Regions from separate parts of the Mus musculus genome. Here regions 2 and 3 are each linked to region 1. A link is a contact called in public HiChIP or PLAC-seq and Micro-C data. All regions are on one chromosome and are shown on one strand. The core of a region is the stretch at or near the end of the contact, and the rest is flanking DNA. Distances in the headings are between cores, read along the strand shown.

Region 1 (4,257 bases), core at 1,235-3,734:
GGTGGGAGTAATAGAAACGCTCCCTCTGGTAAACAAGATATATAAGCGAAGGGTTTGGCAACAGAGGCCCTGTATAAAGTGTTCTCTTACAGTCTTACCATCCACCAGGTCATCCAAATCATCTGCACAGATGCCTTTTCCTCCTGAAACCCTTGAGTTGTCTGGTAGGACTGATCCTTCCTTCCTTGGCTTCAGTAGGAATTTTATATTCTAGTTACTGGAAGTGGAGTCACATGTTTCTCCCTCAGGACAAAGACCACAGCATTTGTGTAAGGCAGGCAACTAACCCTTCTCTCCCTTCATCCCTCCTTCCAATGCTTGTAAACAATAATATCCTGGCAATCAGCAGAACCTTTACCTGGAGATTGAAGTGCCCTGTAGCCTGTATATGGCAGCACTGATCATGCCTCACTAAATACTTCCTTGGGACTTGAACAGAAACTGTTGGGGGAACAAAGAAGAAAGGATAGGAGAATATACCTGCTTGTTTAAACACAACTCTGCTGCCTTAAGCTTGCTTTCATCATCTCACTGAAAGAGACCATGGTGCTTTTCATATAAAAATTCAAGGGCAGGCTTTCTGCATATGTCTAGTCTAACCCAGTCATAGCTTGCCCATCTGTTGATTTGAAAGTAATGCTAGGATTCTCAAACAGCAATATGCTTGCTTAACTGGTCCTACATTTATGGAAAATAAACTCATTTAACATTACAGCAAGATACAAAAATCCTCCTGGCTTTGGTGTCTTCAACTTTTCCTAGCTCTGTGAGAAGGCACTTGCTAAGGCATGTTACCAATTCTACTAACAAGATGTCACTGGTCTTTGAGAGAGTGGAACTTTTCTAAAGAAAAATGGCCAAACTGAGACTAATGCTTTATCATTTTGGTTTTTTATCATTTTCCTTTGTTCTTAATGTCCCACTTTTTGAAATTAAAATCTAGTATTTAAAAAGCTGCAGAGTTTGGTTTTTGAGAAAGAACTTAAAGTTGGGTGGGTAGAGAGGAGGAGAGGATCTGGAAGGGCTTGAGGGAGAAGGGACTATGATCAAAATATATTTAAAATTTAAAACTGTTTTAAATAATAAAAACTGCAGAGAACACCTTTTTATTTAGACAGCCTTAGTTTCTATTCTTTGGCTTATTTGTAAGCAAACTCAAGAAAACAAGTGCTGAGACTTCCAGTATTCTATTTAATGTGGTTTTTCTGAGTCTAATTTGTTCATTACTTAACAGCAAGGCCTTTCAAAAGAGCACGGAAACTACACCGAACTATGCTTCTCATTCTAAACACATCCCAACAAATGGGATGCCTAATCGGGCCTCTAACTAGGAGAAAAAACGCTCAGCAGAGCGAAGGCAAATACCAAACTTTTATCCCTTGTACTTCTTCTGAGACCAGGATTTTCCAAATAAAAGTACTTTTATGACCTCGCGCAATATCATAATTTATCGTATATTTAACTAAATTATCTCCCCAAATAGACACAAGAGCAACTAACTCAAATAAAGTGCCTCTTGGCCACGAGGGAAAGAGCATAATAAACTTAATTGTTTTATATATCCTGAGGCGTAAGAGAAAAACCTTTCCATTTAGGCTTGTGCGTGAGACATCAAGACAACTTGATATGCAAATTGCAAGGCTTATTGACTTAAAGTAGGGAGACCTGACCGATTTAAGCCACGACTGCCAAATAAGGGGTAATCACCACCTTAAAACCATTGAACTTTGTTCGCCTGGCTTCTTGGCAGTCGTGTGGCTAATACCAGAGCCAAATCCATAAGTGGCTTCTACCGAAACGCGTCCCAAGTTGCAGAGGAGCCGGAGAGCGCGCCGGCTCTGCACCGAGTGAGTCCCGAGGGGCGGCAGCAGCGCACCTCTACACCAGCCGCTGCTCCAGACCCACCTCGCATCTCTTCACCGCGTTTCTCCAAACTTCGGGACCCAAGAGCGACCCCGCAACAGAGAAAGTAGCATCGGTGACAGGGACGCCGCGGCTCGGGCACAGTTTGCCGTCGCTGTGCACCGGCAACTTTGTGCCGGCGAGCCGTGCCCTCTGCGTCCGGAGGGGACGGGAAGGTGGGCCCGGAGCAGGACGCGCGCGGGGCTGGCGGCTCCGCTCCCGGTACGCAGGCTGCCGCACCCGGCTCGGCGAAGGCCCCGGTGACTGACAGGCGGTGGGGGCGCGGCCCCGCCTGCAGCCCGGGGACGCCGCGCACGGCCGCGGTTCTCCGCTCCGCCAGGGACACCTGGGCTGGGCGCCGCGGGCTGTACCGCGCCAAGCCCCTCACACCTCCCCGCAGCGAGCGCCGCCCTAGCCCCGCGGCCCTGCCCCGCGCCGGCGCCGGTGCCCTCGCCCGCTCTCACCTGCCGGTGTCGCCCGCGCCCGCTCAGCCTCCTCCTCAGTCACCGCAGCCCGCGGCGCGCGTCTCTCGCGCCAGGCCCCGCCTCGTCCCGCCCCGTGAGGCGGTGCCAAAGCGGCCGCGCCAGAATCTCGCGAGACTTGATCTCCTAGATTTTTTTTTTTAAAGGGGTCGCCCCTGACGTCATACGCACCCAGGCGGAAGTGTCCTTCTGGCGTCAGCGCCAGTACCGACCCCCACCTTCGCGGGCGGAAGTGTAGGTTGGTCCAGGAACCTGAGCTCAGTCTAATCACTACTGGGCGTTGTAACGTTCTTGTCTCATGGCCCTCTCCAGTTCTAACTGGTTCTGCCTGACCCTGAGAGAGGCCTGGTGTGATGGAGCTCTCCTCAAGGCAATGCAAAGATGGCTCCATAGAGGAGAGATCACCAATGTAGCAGCTCTGTGACTTCCACGTCTCTATAACTGAACCCGAAAGGCTTAGGAGGATTTAGAATTTAGGAAGACCACAAGAAACTTACCAGCATACATGAAAATTTGCTAAACTTACCTGAAAAATCCCAGAGCAGTTGACAACATAACATACAGCATTAGGCTAGAAAATTGTCGTCGTCATTGTCTCTTCCCTTCGCATCAAAGGTAGGCAGGCAAACTTCAGGACCCGCGGACTAGCCAAACACTATACACTGTGTGTCCTACACACACCTACTCTTAATTTATACATCCAGCACAGTAAGAGATTAACAACCGAACCATAGATTTAAGCAACCTCAACAACATTTACTTTAAAAAAACAAACAAACAAACAAACTTTGACGCCAGGTACAGTGTTTCATGCATGTAATCCCATCACCAAGGAGGCTGAGGCAGAAGCTGCGGCAAGTTTGAGACCAGCCTGGGCTACATAGTGAGTTTGAGCCCAGCTAGAGCTACAGAGTGAGACCCAGTCTTAACAATACAAAAGCAGGCTAAATCTTATCTTTGATGTAGACAGCCAGCTGCTCTTGTGCTTTGGGGCTATTATGAAATAAAATGAGGATTATTGGAACAAGGACCATGCCTCCCAGGGGGCCAGGAGTTTCACATACACAACATTGACACTCCAGAGGAACTGCTAGCGTCCTGGGAGCAACACAGTGAGGGGAGTGAGAGACTTCATTGGCTACTTAGAACGGCATTTTCAGTTTAAAACTGGTGAATCATTTATTTCTGGAATTTTCCACTTCATAATTTTGGAACATGGTTGACTGTGGGTACTGCCAAAGTGAATCTGTGGATAAAGGGAGAAGAGTGTGTGATATTTAGAAAATCACTTTCCCATGGAGAACACAGGGGAGAGTTTTGGGAAAGTGACAAGAGTTTTGCTTTTTAAGATAAAACTGGTCTTTGAGTAAGACAAACCAATATTCCCAATCACTATTAACAAATCCATTCTTGGAGCCGGGTGTGGTGGCGCACGCCTTTGATCCCAGCACTCGGGAGGCAGAGGCAGGTGGATTTCTGAGTTCGAGGCCAGCCTGGTCTACAGAGTGAGTTCCAGGACAGCCAAGGCTATACAGAGAAACCCTGTCTCGAAAAACAAAAAAAAAAAAAAACAAAAAAAAAACAAAACAACAAAAAAAAACAAATCCATTCTTCAAACAGTGGGATTTTATGAAATACCCTTAGCTTTTACACTATTAAAACAATATATGCAAGGGCTAGAGGATGGCCCTCTTCTGCTCTCACAAAAGGCCAGAGTTAGGTTCCCAGCACCCACAGCAGATGGTGCACACCTTAGTAACTCCAGTTCAGGAAATTGGATGCCCCTTTTCAGCTACCAGAGGCACCTACATACATGTACATGTGCACACTTACACAGAGACACATATATACAATGTAAGGGTCCAAAAATCAC
Region 2 (4,415 bases), core at 985-3,484, 2.2 Mb before region 1:
CAAAGCCCCAAAGAACGAAAACTCTGTTGGAGAATTGAAATTTTAATTTGTGTGTGCATGTGGTGCGCGGGGCGAATTTGCAGAAGTTGGTTATTGCCTTCAGGTGATCAGACTTGAAAGTACCAGTTGAGCAGTCTCACAAGCCAGGCAGGCCCTGAAAGACAAAATGTAAAGCTCACCTTCAAACAGAGTTTAGGAAAGGCAGGAACAAGTACAAACTGAGTGGTTCCACGACAACTTTCTCTGCCACCTCAAGCCAGAAACTGGGCATAGGTGCGCGAATGCTGCAAAAGCAGCTTCCAGAACTTTCCAAGCTCAGTAGCTTCCTAAGGGGTGCCATTCGGTGAGGACAACGCTCACCTTTACACCTTTCGCGTCCTGCCACGCCCCCGCGTCGCCTCCTTTTCCCCCGGGGGCTGGGGAGGGCGTTTGTTTACGTGACGTTGCGGAGTAGGCAGGACCCGCCCCCGTCCCCGCGGGCCGCCGCGTTTCCCGCGCCTCGCCGCTTCTCCCCTTAAAAGGACAATAGAGGCCGCGGGAACGCGCGCGGACGCCCTGCCCTCTCCCCGCCCAGCCCGCGGCGCGCACGCGCCCGTATGCAAATCAGCTCGATTCAAGAGAATTTGGTCCCGGGAGCCGCGCCTGCGCAGAGGGAAAGCGGAATCTATACCTCCGTTCGCGGTAGCAACTGAAGAACTGCTGGAGACAATCTTTCTGGACTCGGCGCTGGCGGAGGGAGTGCTTGCAGGAGGTTGGCCTGGTGCAGTTTGCACCGTGGGGACGCTGCTGCGCGTGGAAGGTGAGTGATTCTAGTCCGGACATCGGTGCAAAACTGTCTCCGAGGTTTTGTTTTCTGTGATTTTTTTTTTTTCTTTCCTCCCTTTACCTCCCCCGCCTCCTCCGTCCTTCCCATACACAAACACACAGGAAGTTTTGTCTTGGAGATGGCATTGCGGGGAGCGCTGCCCTCGTGCTCTCCGGACTCCAGATTCTTTTGTACAGAGGCGTTGGAGATGCGCTTCTTAATTGAGGAGGATATTTGAGGTAAACCGAAAGTCAGGGTGTGGGGAAAGTGAGTGCAGCGTGGAAACGAACGAGCTGCGGCGGACTTGCATCCACGCTGAAAGTGACAATGACTTTTCTAGGTCGTAGTGTTTCCTGCAGACCCGGAGAGCAGGGTCGGGGTCGCAGATCCCGTGTGGGCTCTGCTCTGGCCAGGGGCTTGGGCTCCGCGTGCACCCGCGTGTTGCGCTACCCCGGCGCTCGCGACGGTGTTTGCACGCGGGTGAACAACAAAGCCGGAGCTCGGAAACTAACTTGCCAGTTCCTGGAGCCGGCGGCCACACAGGCTGAAGGCAGCTGGTGAGGGCCAGCGCCGGGATGGCGCGACGCACGCGGCGTGGCGTTGTTGGAGAAGTCCGCAGGGACGCGGCTGCGACAATGAGCGCGCAGCACGCGGTCTTTGCACTCGGCCGGTGCCGAGTGGTCTCTGCAGCCCAAAGTTCGCTGTCCGTCTGGTCACCTGTAGCGTGGGTGCGGGCGACACGGGAGGGGTGGCCGTGGCCCGCGGCACCAAACAGTGCGGATGAAGGCGGCGGCGCGGTCCGCTGCTTGAGGCACCCAACTCTTTTTTTTTTTTTTTTTTTCCCTTTTTGTTGTGTGTGCTTCACCTGACAAGCCACGTGCTTAGGGCCGCGACCGTGCTACATCTCAGTGTCCAGCTCGGAGTGAGCCGCGGGCTGCGGTCGCCGTCGGGGCTGTCGGGAGCAGGACAATGTGATTTCCTGGTGATGGCGTCTTGCCAGTTTCCAAAGCACAGCGAAAGTCGCCAACTCGCAGCATATGCACGGCGGCGGGGACCTCTGGGCGTTTCTCATCCGGGACTCCGCAAAAGTTTGGCCCCAGGGACCAGTGGCTCAGGATACCCGAGCTCGCGTGGGTCCCCGGGCGCGGGTCCGGGTCGCCCCGACGTCGCCGATGCCGCCGGACAACAAAGGGCCGCGTGTGCCCGAGCGGCGCGGGCCGGGCGGGGCGCGGGGCGGCTTTTGTCCCTTAGGTCCTCTCGGAAACTTCAGCGGCGGCTCAGCGAGGCTGTGTCCGTGGGGGCGCCTCGGCCTGCGGGTCACCCATGCGGAGCGACGGAGCGCTGCTCGGCGGGACGCACGCGTGGCCGGGGCTCCGAGGCACGGGAGGCCGCGTCTGGGAGGTCCGTGCATCCGCCTTTGAAGTGGAACTGTTGCCATGTTTGAATTACGTCAGGCCGAGCGTGCGGAGCGGCCCGGGAGCAGAGGCGCGGCCTTCGGGCGGCGCCGGCGGGGCGCGGGCCGTTGTTCCAGCGCAGGTGAGGGCGGCGGATGGCGCGTGGTGCCCGGGGACCCCGGAGCGCTGGGCTCCCTCCAGGAGTGGAGCTCCGCGCCCTACCCAGGACCTCCGACTACACGCGGGGAAGTTTCGGGGCGCCGGCTCTTGCCCCTCTTGGAAGTGGAGACTGAGGAACTGGGGGTGCGTGCAGCCTTTGTGTGTTTACACGTGGGGCGACCGGCGAGGCGCAGGGCAGGTTGGGTTGGGCGGCTTTTAAGACGGAGCAGTTCTGGTAACCAGCACCCCAGTCCGCCTCTTGTTATTTTTCTTCTCACCTTTCCTTATTGCAGGTGAAGAATGACTACGAGCCAGACGTGCACCGTGTCCCCCCTCCCCCTCCATGTTAGGAGTTCGTTTCAAGTAGGCTCTTGGTCTTCTCTTAATGCTTTCTAAAGAAGGATCCGGCAACTTTTTTAGTGAGAGGTGGACGTAAAACTTGTTTCTAGCAGTGTCCGGAAAACATCTGCTTTTGAACTGAAGTTTGTCAGACTTGAAAATCATTTTAATGGTTTTTGTGCTGCAAAACTGAACGCGAAAGTCTGGGGTTCGTTTTTTGAGTCCCCGCAAAGCATAAATGCATTTAAAGTATTCTGAGGATGTTTTGTGTTTTGACCTTAAAGTATGCAGGACTCAGATAAATCTTAGATAACCTTGAGAACTGCTGCATCTGGGGAGTAGGGCCTTTCCGAGATAAAGGATGCTGGGAGAAGTTGCCAGTGTAGGGAGCCCTTGCTAGTTTCACAATTCCTGGGAACTGGGACTGACCTTCTACTTACCCTCTTACACTTTTTTCAAGCTAACTTTTTGGTATGTGGCTCCAGGCATAGCTCAAAAATTATGCTCGTTTGACACATGGATGCTTCTTTGGTATTTGGGGTTTGCTTGCAGTCTAGACATCCAGCCCAGCAACACCATATCTGTTGCGACTTTCACAATTAATCCTGTGTTTCAGTTAGCTTGTTTTCATCTAGATGTGGCCTTGACTGGGAAATAATAATTTTTGAAGTGAATAGAGAGTGTGTCAAGAAAATTAAAAACCTTGGATATTACAACCTTGGCTTTCCTTTGGGTGACTCCAGGGACATGTGAAAATAACATGAGGTACTTTGCAAACATTGTTTTGTTTTTAAGTAGACTACTTACTGCAAGACTTCAGCTTCCTAGGAAAGTCTATACACACATGTAGAACTAAATGATTCTGTTATTATCAAATGATGTTTCTAAGAGAGATTTGAATGAGTTAAGAGAGAAAGAAAAGCAAGGTCTTCACTGCCTTCTTTTATTTTTGTGGGTGGCTGGAGATTTTAAAGAACATCTGTGTGTGTGTATCTTCATATATGAGGCCAGGTGACTATTGGGGATAGTCACCTCAACCACATGAATTTAGGGATCAAATTCAGGTAGGTGGTCAGGCTTCATTGGCTGAGTCATCTTGCCAGCCCTGTTTTAAATGCCCACCCTCAAAACTTGCTATGCTTGTTTTGAACCCCATGATATAGCACCTGTTAGATAAGTGTTGTACCACTGAGCTGCCTCCACAGGTATAAAATGCCACCCCCCTCCCCAAGACAGGGGTTCCATTGTAGCCTTGGTTGTCCTACAAATCACTTTTTAGACCAGACTGGTCTTGAATTTGGAGATCCACCTGCCTCTGCCTCTGCCTTCCAAATGCTTGGGATTAAAGGCCCATGCCACTGCCAGCCAACTAAAATAAACTTTTAAATGGGAAAATATTTTTCTCTTGTTTTGATCTCTCTTTCTCTCTCTGAAGATTAATTAATGTGTGTTGGCATTTTGCCTTTATGTATGTCTGTGTGAGGGTGCCAGATCCCCTGGAACTGGAATTGTGAGCTGCCATGTGGGTGCTGGGAATAGAACCAGGGTCCTGAAGAACAGCTATCAATCTTAACTGCTGAGCCATTCCTCCAGCCTCAATGGGAAAAAATCTGAAGCCAACTTCTTAAGGCTGCTTTGAGGACAATTAATTTCCTATGCCAAGCTTTAGAAATATGTCCTTTGGGGTTGCTTGCTGCTCTTCCTAAAATCTTGATAAT
Region 3 (4,830 bases), core at 428-2,927, 2.5 Mb before region 1:
GGCTATCTTGGAATTCACTCTGTAGATCAGTCTGGCCTCAAACTCAGAAATCCACCTGTCTCTGCCTTCCAAGTGCTGGGATTAAAGGCATGCACCACCACTGCCCGGCTTGGTTTTGTTTTAAAAGGTTGCTCTGTCTTGTCCTTCCCTGTCCTGCCCTGCCCTGCCCTGTCCCACTGACAGTTTGAATTCTGAACCCAGCTGTTTCCCTGATATACTAGTTTTATGAATAAATTGTGTTGCCTGGAACTTGGTTTTCATAGTGAATTATTCCCAAATTCTCAGACCTTAACATTCTGATCTGAAAAACAGGCCAAAGAATTTCAATTTAGAAGGATTATAATGAATATGACCTGTTGGGGTCCATGAATAGCCACACGCTGACCACTTGGACACTAATCTCAGATATGATGAAAGTTTATTGACTACTTAATTCAGGCTTATCGATTAGGGACATAGAAAGGACTTGGGAACCAGACTGTGCTACCTAGGGCAGACTGGTTATAGGAAAACCAAGTGCAGAAGACATTGTAAAGCCCCAGAGTATCATTACCTGCCGGGAGACACACACCCCCGCCCCCCCATCCGAAGTGAAATGAGACTCTCAGATCCATGCAAAAGCAAGAGGTTTATTTTTCTGGTCCGCTGGGATCGACCTTCAGCGGTCTCTCAGGCAAGAGACCAAGAGACCGGAGGCGACCCTACATACAAGCACCTTTTATACATTTTTAAGCCTATTACAGTAACAACACCTAAGCCCTTGGTGATAAGTTGTTAGGCTGACCTTTTGGCTGATTGGCTGGGCCAATATCAGATCATCCTGGGAGAGTAACTTCGTTCCCCAGAGGGCCCAGGTGGCCTTCAGCCAGGACGTTGTATGATTTTTCTGAGAAGTGTTTTGTCAGTCATTTCTGCGAAATCGTCCTGGGGTCGGGAGCGAGAAATTCTCCCTTGAGGCCTAATACCCTCTCCTGGAGCCATCTCAGGGTTCGATCAGAGTCGCTTAGTCTTATCAGTATTATGAGCTGCCCTCTAAGCTGACTGGTACTAAGTGAGATGGGTAAGGTGGTAGTTAGGGGTTTCCAGAGTATTGAGCTAACAGAGCATGAGTATTATGGAGAACGTTATGTCAGCTACGAATAATTACTTCTAGGAAGCACAATCTGAGAACCTGTACTTAATTTCACCTTATGAGCAATATGGAGACTAAAATCAAAATAGCTAGTCATGTTAAACGGAACAGGCCTTAATATGTCCCATTCCTGGAATGACCCAGGACTGCATGGTTCAGCTCTTGCTTCAGGCGCACTCTGTGGAGATGACTACTGCAGTCCTGTAAACCCCGTGTTTGAAGTCGGTGTCTGTATCTGACTAGAGACTTGGTTTGCTTCATGGGACCTGGCATCGCACCAGCAAAAGCAGTGACCTGCCATTAGCCTTTGCCTGGACAGCGACTTCTGGCGACTCTTGGGCAGGAGAAGCAGTAACTGGCAATAGCGGGCAGGAAGAACTACAAGTCCCAGGGGGCTTTGCTCCCGCTTTGGATGCCTCTACATTTTGTGCCAGTTAGTTCTGAGCAGCCCTCAGTTCTGCCCAGAGAGAGCGCTGAACTTCCTCTTCCGCTCCTAATGTGGCCACGCCCCAGGTCCAACTCTGTGACGTCATTTAGGTTTACCAGTCCTGCGCGACCGGAAGTTGGTTGTGGAGGGCCGCAACTGCCGTCCAGGCTTAAGAGGGCTTCCGCGATGCCTTTGTCCGGAGTAGTCAGTCAGCTCCTGGAACTGTGAGTCCGCCCCAGCTCCCAGTCCCTTCCCTCACGTCCTGCTGGCTCCTAGTCCTTGTCCCGGCTTTGTGTCTGGTCTCTGAGGACTGTGGTGCACCGTGGGGCTGGCGGCTCCACCCGATGGCCTGTCTCAGGTGGGCGTTGAGGGTGAAGGCAGAACAAAAGAAACCTGGAGCCAGGCTGGACCAACAAACCTCCACTAATACCGGCGTGACTCGCTAGCTTTGGGACCATGAACAGTAACAATCTCTCCCGATTGTACAGGAGAGCTTTCTAAAATTCGGATAACAGTAGGGCGTGGCAGTTCACGCCTATAATCCCAGCTATCCGGAAACTGAAACAGGATTGCCACAAATTCGAAGCTAACGGGGTAATGTTGTAATACACACGCATACCCAAGCAAATCGCGTATTAGTACCTGTCTCAAGGAGTCTTTGTAAGAATCAGCTTAACATATGTAAAGCCCTTAATCCAAACACTTCTTGAGAATTCAAGTTGAAGTTCAAGGCTCTTCAGCCATATAGTGAGTTAGAGGCAGGCTTTAGTATTACTTGTTATTTCTATTTTTAGAAAGAAAAACTATTAACAGAAAAGCAGGAATGGTTTAACAATTGGAAACTACAAAGACTACATTGGTTCCGTTGTTGACTTAACAGTACATAAACAAATGTTATTTCTTGCCTAAGTTCCAGCTTTTTCTTCTGTATTGTTTTGTTGCTATTTATTTTTCCTTGAGACAGTCTCATGTAGCCTATGCTGGCCTAGAACACATTGTGTGTGTAGCCAAGGATAACTTTAAACTTCTGATCCTTCTTCATTCATTTCCTGAATGTTGAGATTACAGACACACACTATATTATTCCCAGTTTACCTCAGCCTCCTGAGCCCGAGGCAAGCATAATGCCAACTCAGTTATATCCCCAACCCTTTTGTTTTGAGACAGAATCTTATGTAGCACAGGCTGGCCTCAGACCCACAATGTCAGGCTAACCTTGAACTCTTGAGTCTTCTGCCCCAGCCTTCCAAATGCTGAGATTATAGACTTGAGTTATCAGCACCAGCTTTGGCTTTGGCTTTTTGAGGACAGGGTCTCATGTAGCATAACAGGCTAGAAATTCATTGTGTGGCAAAGGATGTCCCTGAACTTCAAGATCCTTCTTGCTTGTACCCATAGAGTTCTGGGATTGCAAGTATGCCACAATTGTTTGTGTAGATAGAACTTAAAGCTGACTTACCAGAAAGCAATTTGACAATATTGTTACCATACCACAGAACAATATGGATGCTTTTCTAAAGGGAAATAACTAAATGAGATGTCCAATGTGAAGCTTATAGCCATTACAAAGGGTGAGAATACTGAAATGCTTTTAAGGTTTTCACAAGAGATTGTTGAATGAAAAGGACAGTAGGTACTGAGAAGTAACTATTACCGGAATGCTGTTTTAGGAAACTGACACCTCCCTTCTCAATACCCTTCAATACCTTTATTATATGTTTGTGTGGGGATGTGTATGCAAGCACAAGGGAAGAAAGAATGTGTGTGTGTTTGTAAACAGAATTTGTGGTTGCTTGACACAGGTATGAGTTTCTCAGATGGCCAGAATTTGAAGCCCTAAAACATGTTGGTTACATTGCTTTAAAAGAGGCTAAAGAAGACTCTACCTATTCTGGTATATTGGCTGGTTTTGTGTGTCAACTTAACACAAGCTGGAGTTACCACAAATAAAGTTCCTCAGTTGAGGAATTGCCTCTATGAGATCCAGCTATAAGGCATTTTCTCAATTAGTAATCAAGGGAGAGGGCCCAGCCCATTGAGTGGTGCCATCTCTCTAGGCTGGTGGTCTTGGGGTCTATATGAAGGCAAGCTAAGCAAGCCAGGGGAAGCAGTCAAGTAAAGTGGCACTCCTCTATAGCCTCTGCATCAGCTCTTGCATCCAGGTTCCTATGTGAGTTCTAGTCTTGACTTTCTTTGGTGATGAACAGCAATGTCGAAGTGTAAGCAGAATAAACCCTTTCCTCCCCACTGTGCTTCTTGGTCGTGATGTTTCATTGCAGCAGTAGAAACCCTGACTAAGACACCTACCTGGCTTGTTAGGTTTTGTGGTGCTAAGTATCAAGTCCAGGGCCTTACAGATACTAGAACTACTAAACTACATTCCTAGCCACCACTTTGGTTAAGTGGCATCTTTGTGTCTAGGAACCAAACAAACACAAGATTAGCAAGAAAAACAAAACAAAAACCAAGTTTTCATTAATTTCTGCTTATACTTTGGAACTTTTAAAAAAGTGTTGTTTTTTTTTGTTTTTGTTTTTGTTTTTGTATTTTTCAGAGAAACGGCCAAACTAGAAAGCCTTAACATTTCTGACAAAGAGCAATAATATGTGAAGGAATGGCAGGACAGGGCTGGGTAGTAAATTCTAGAGCTGACAGTGAAAGCTGTAAGGAGGATTATGAAGTTTGTATGACCCAAGGCAACCACACTGCCCAGGCTCTTGGATTAAGGTTGTTTCTGAACAGTATTCAAGGAAGTTTAGAGGAATTTCTGTGGTTTACTAGTGCAGGAAAGAATAAGTCAGAGAGCCCTTCCTGCAAGCTGCATTTATCCTGAACTAATCAGTGTGCCAGAATGAAGTCCTGATTAAATTGTCCTCAGTGCTTCAGGGTCTTAGTGGTTGTCTCTTCTGGTAATTGCATATGCAGGTAATTGATTGTCCTCTCCATAAATCTGTAGTCATTGCCCACATAACTTAGAAATATATATTTTCATGTGTGCAGGTAGGGTGCTCCGTATGCATACGTGTATGTGCACATATATACCTGAGGTCCATGGTGGTCAGAAAAGGCCATAAGATCCCTGGAACTAGAATTGCAGATGGTTGTAAGCTGCCATGTGGATGCTGGGAATCAAACTCAGATCCTCTGGAAAAGCAGGGACCAGTGTGCTATCTTCCCAGTCACTAGTTTTAGGGTTTTTTAGAGGCAGTCTCATGTAGCACAGGTTAGTTTCCAACTCTCTGAGAATAGCTGTGAACTCATAATCCCCTAC

Evidence for each region. Hi-C and Micro-C count contacts between places; a contact is called where the count stands out from the background. HiChIP or PLAC-seq counts read pairs in DNA pulled down with a chosen protein or histone mark.
Region 2: a contact with region 1 is called in an H3K4me3 HiChIP or PLAC-seq map of embryonic forebrain, with 7 times the contacts expected there. The contact joins the promoter of 3010003L21Rik here to the promoter of Stk38l in region 1. A contact is called at or near these places in 4 of 39 promoter capture datasets (hippocampal neurons, liver and pre-B cells) and 2 of 115 datasets of contacts at active chromatin or transcription factors (astrocytes and embryonic forebrain).
Region 3: a Micro-C map of embryonic stem cells shows a contact between it and region 1, with 10 times the contacts expected there. The contact joins the promoter of Amn1 here to the promoter of Stk38l in region 1. A contact is called at or near these places in 2 of 39 promoter capture datasets (hippocampal neurons and pre-B cells), 1 of 484 Hi-C or Micro-C datasets (embryonic stem cells) and 1 of 115 datasets of contacts at active chromatin or transcription factors (astrocytes).

The regions. Positions count from the first base shown.
Region 1 is chr6:146,723,157-146,727,413 of GRCm38.p6, reverse strand. It overlaps Stk38l (serine/threonine kinase 38 like), which reads right to left and starts at 2,484. Exons shown (of 14, transcript NM_172734.3): 1 at 2,367-2,484.
Region 2 is chr6:148,942,676-148,947,090 of GRCm38.p6, reverse strand. It overlaps 3010003L21Rik (RIKEN cDNA 3010003L21 gene), which reads right to left and starts at 2,234. Exons shown (of 2, transcript NR_144294.1): 1 at 671-2,234; 2 at 1-154. It overlaps Sinhcaf (SIN3-HDAC complex associated factor), which reads left to right and starts at 621. Exons shown (of 6, transcript NM_019643.4): 1 at 621-799. RefSeq lists a cis regulatory region at 437-443 and an enhancer at 424-458.
Region 3 is chr6:149,185,559-149,190,388 of GRCm38.p6, reverse strand. Amn1 (antagonist of mitotic exit network 1) reads left to right here and starts at 1,677. Exons shown (of 7, transcript NM_001113424.1): 1 at 1,677-1,783. The coding sequence starts at 1,746.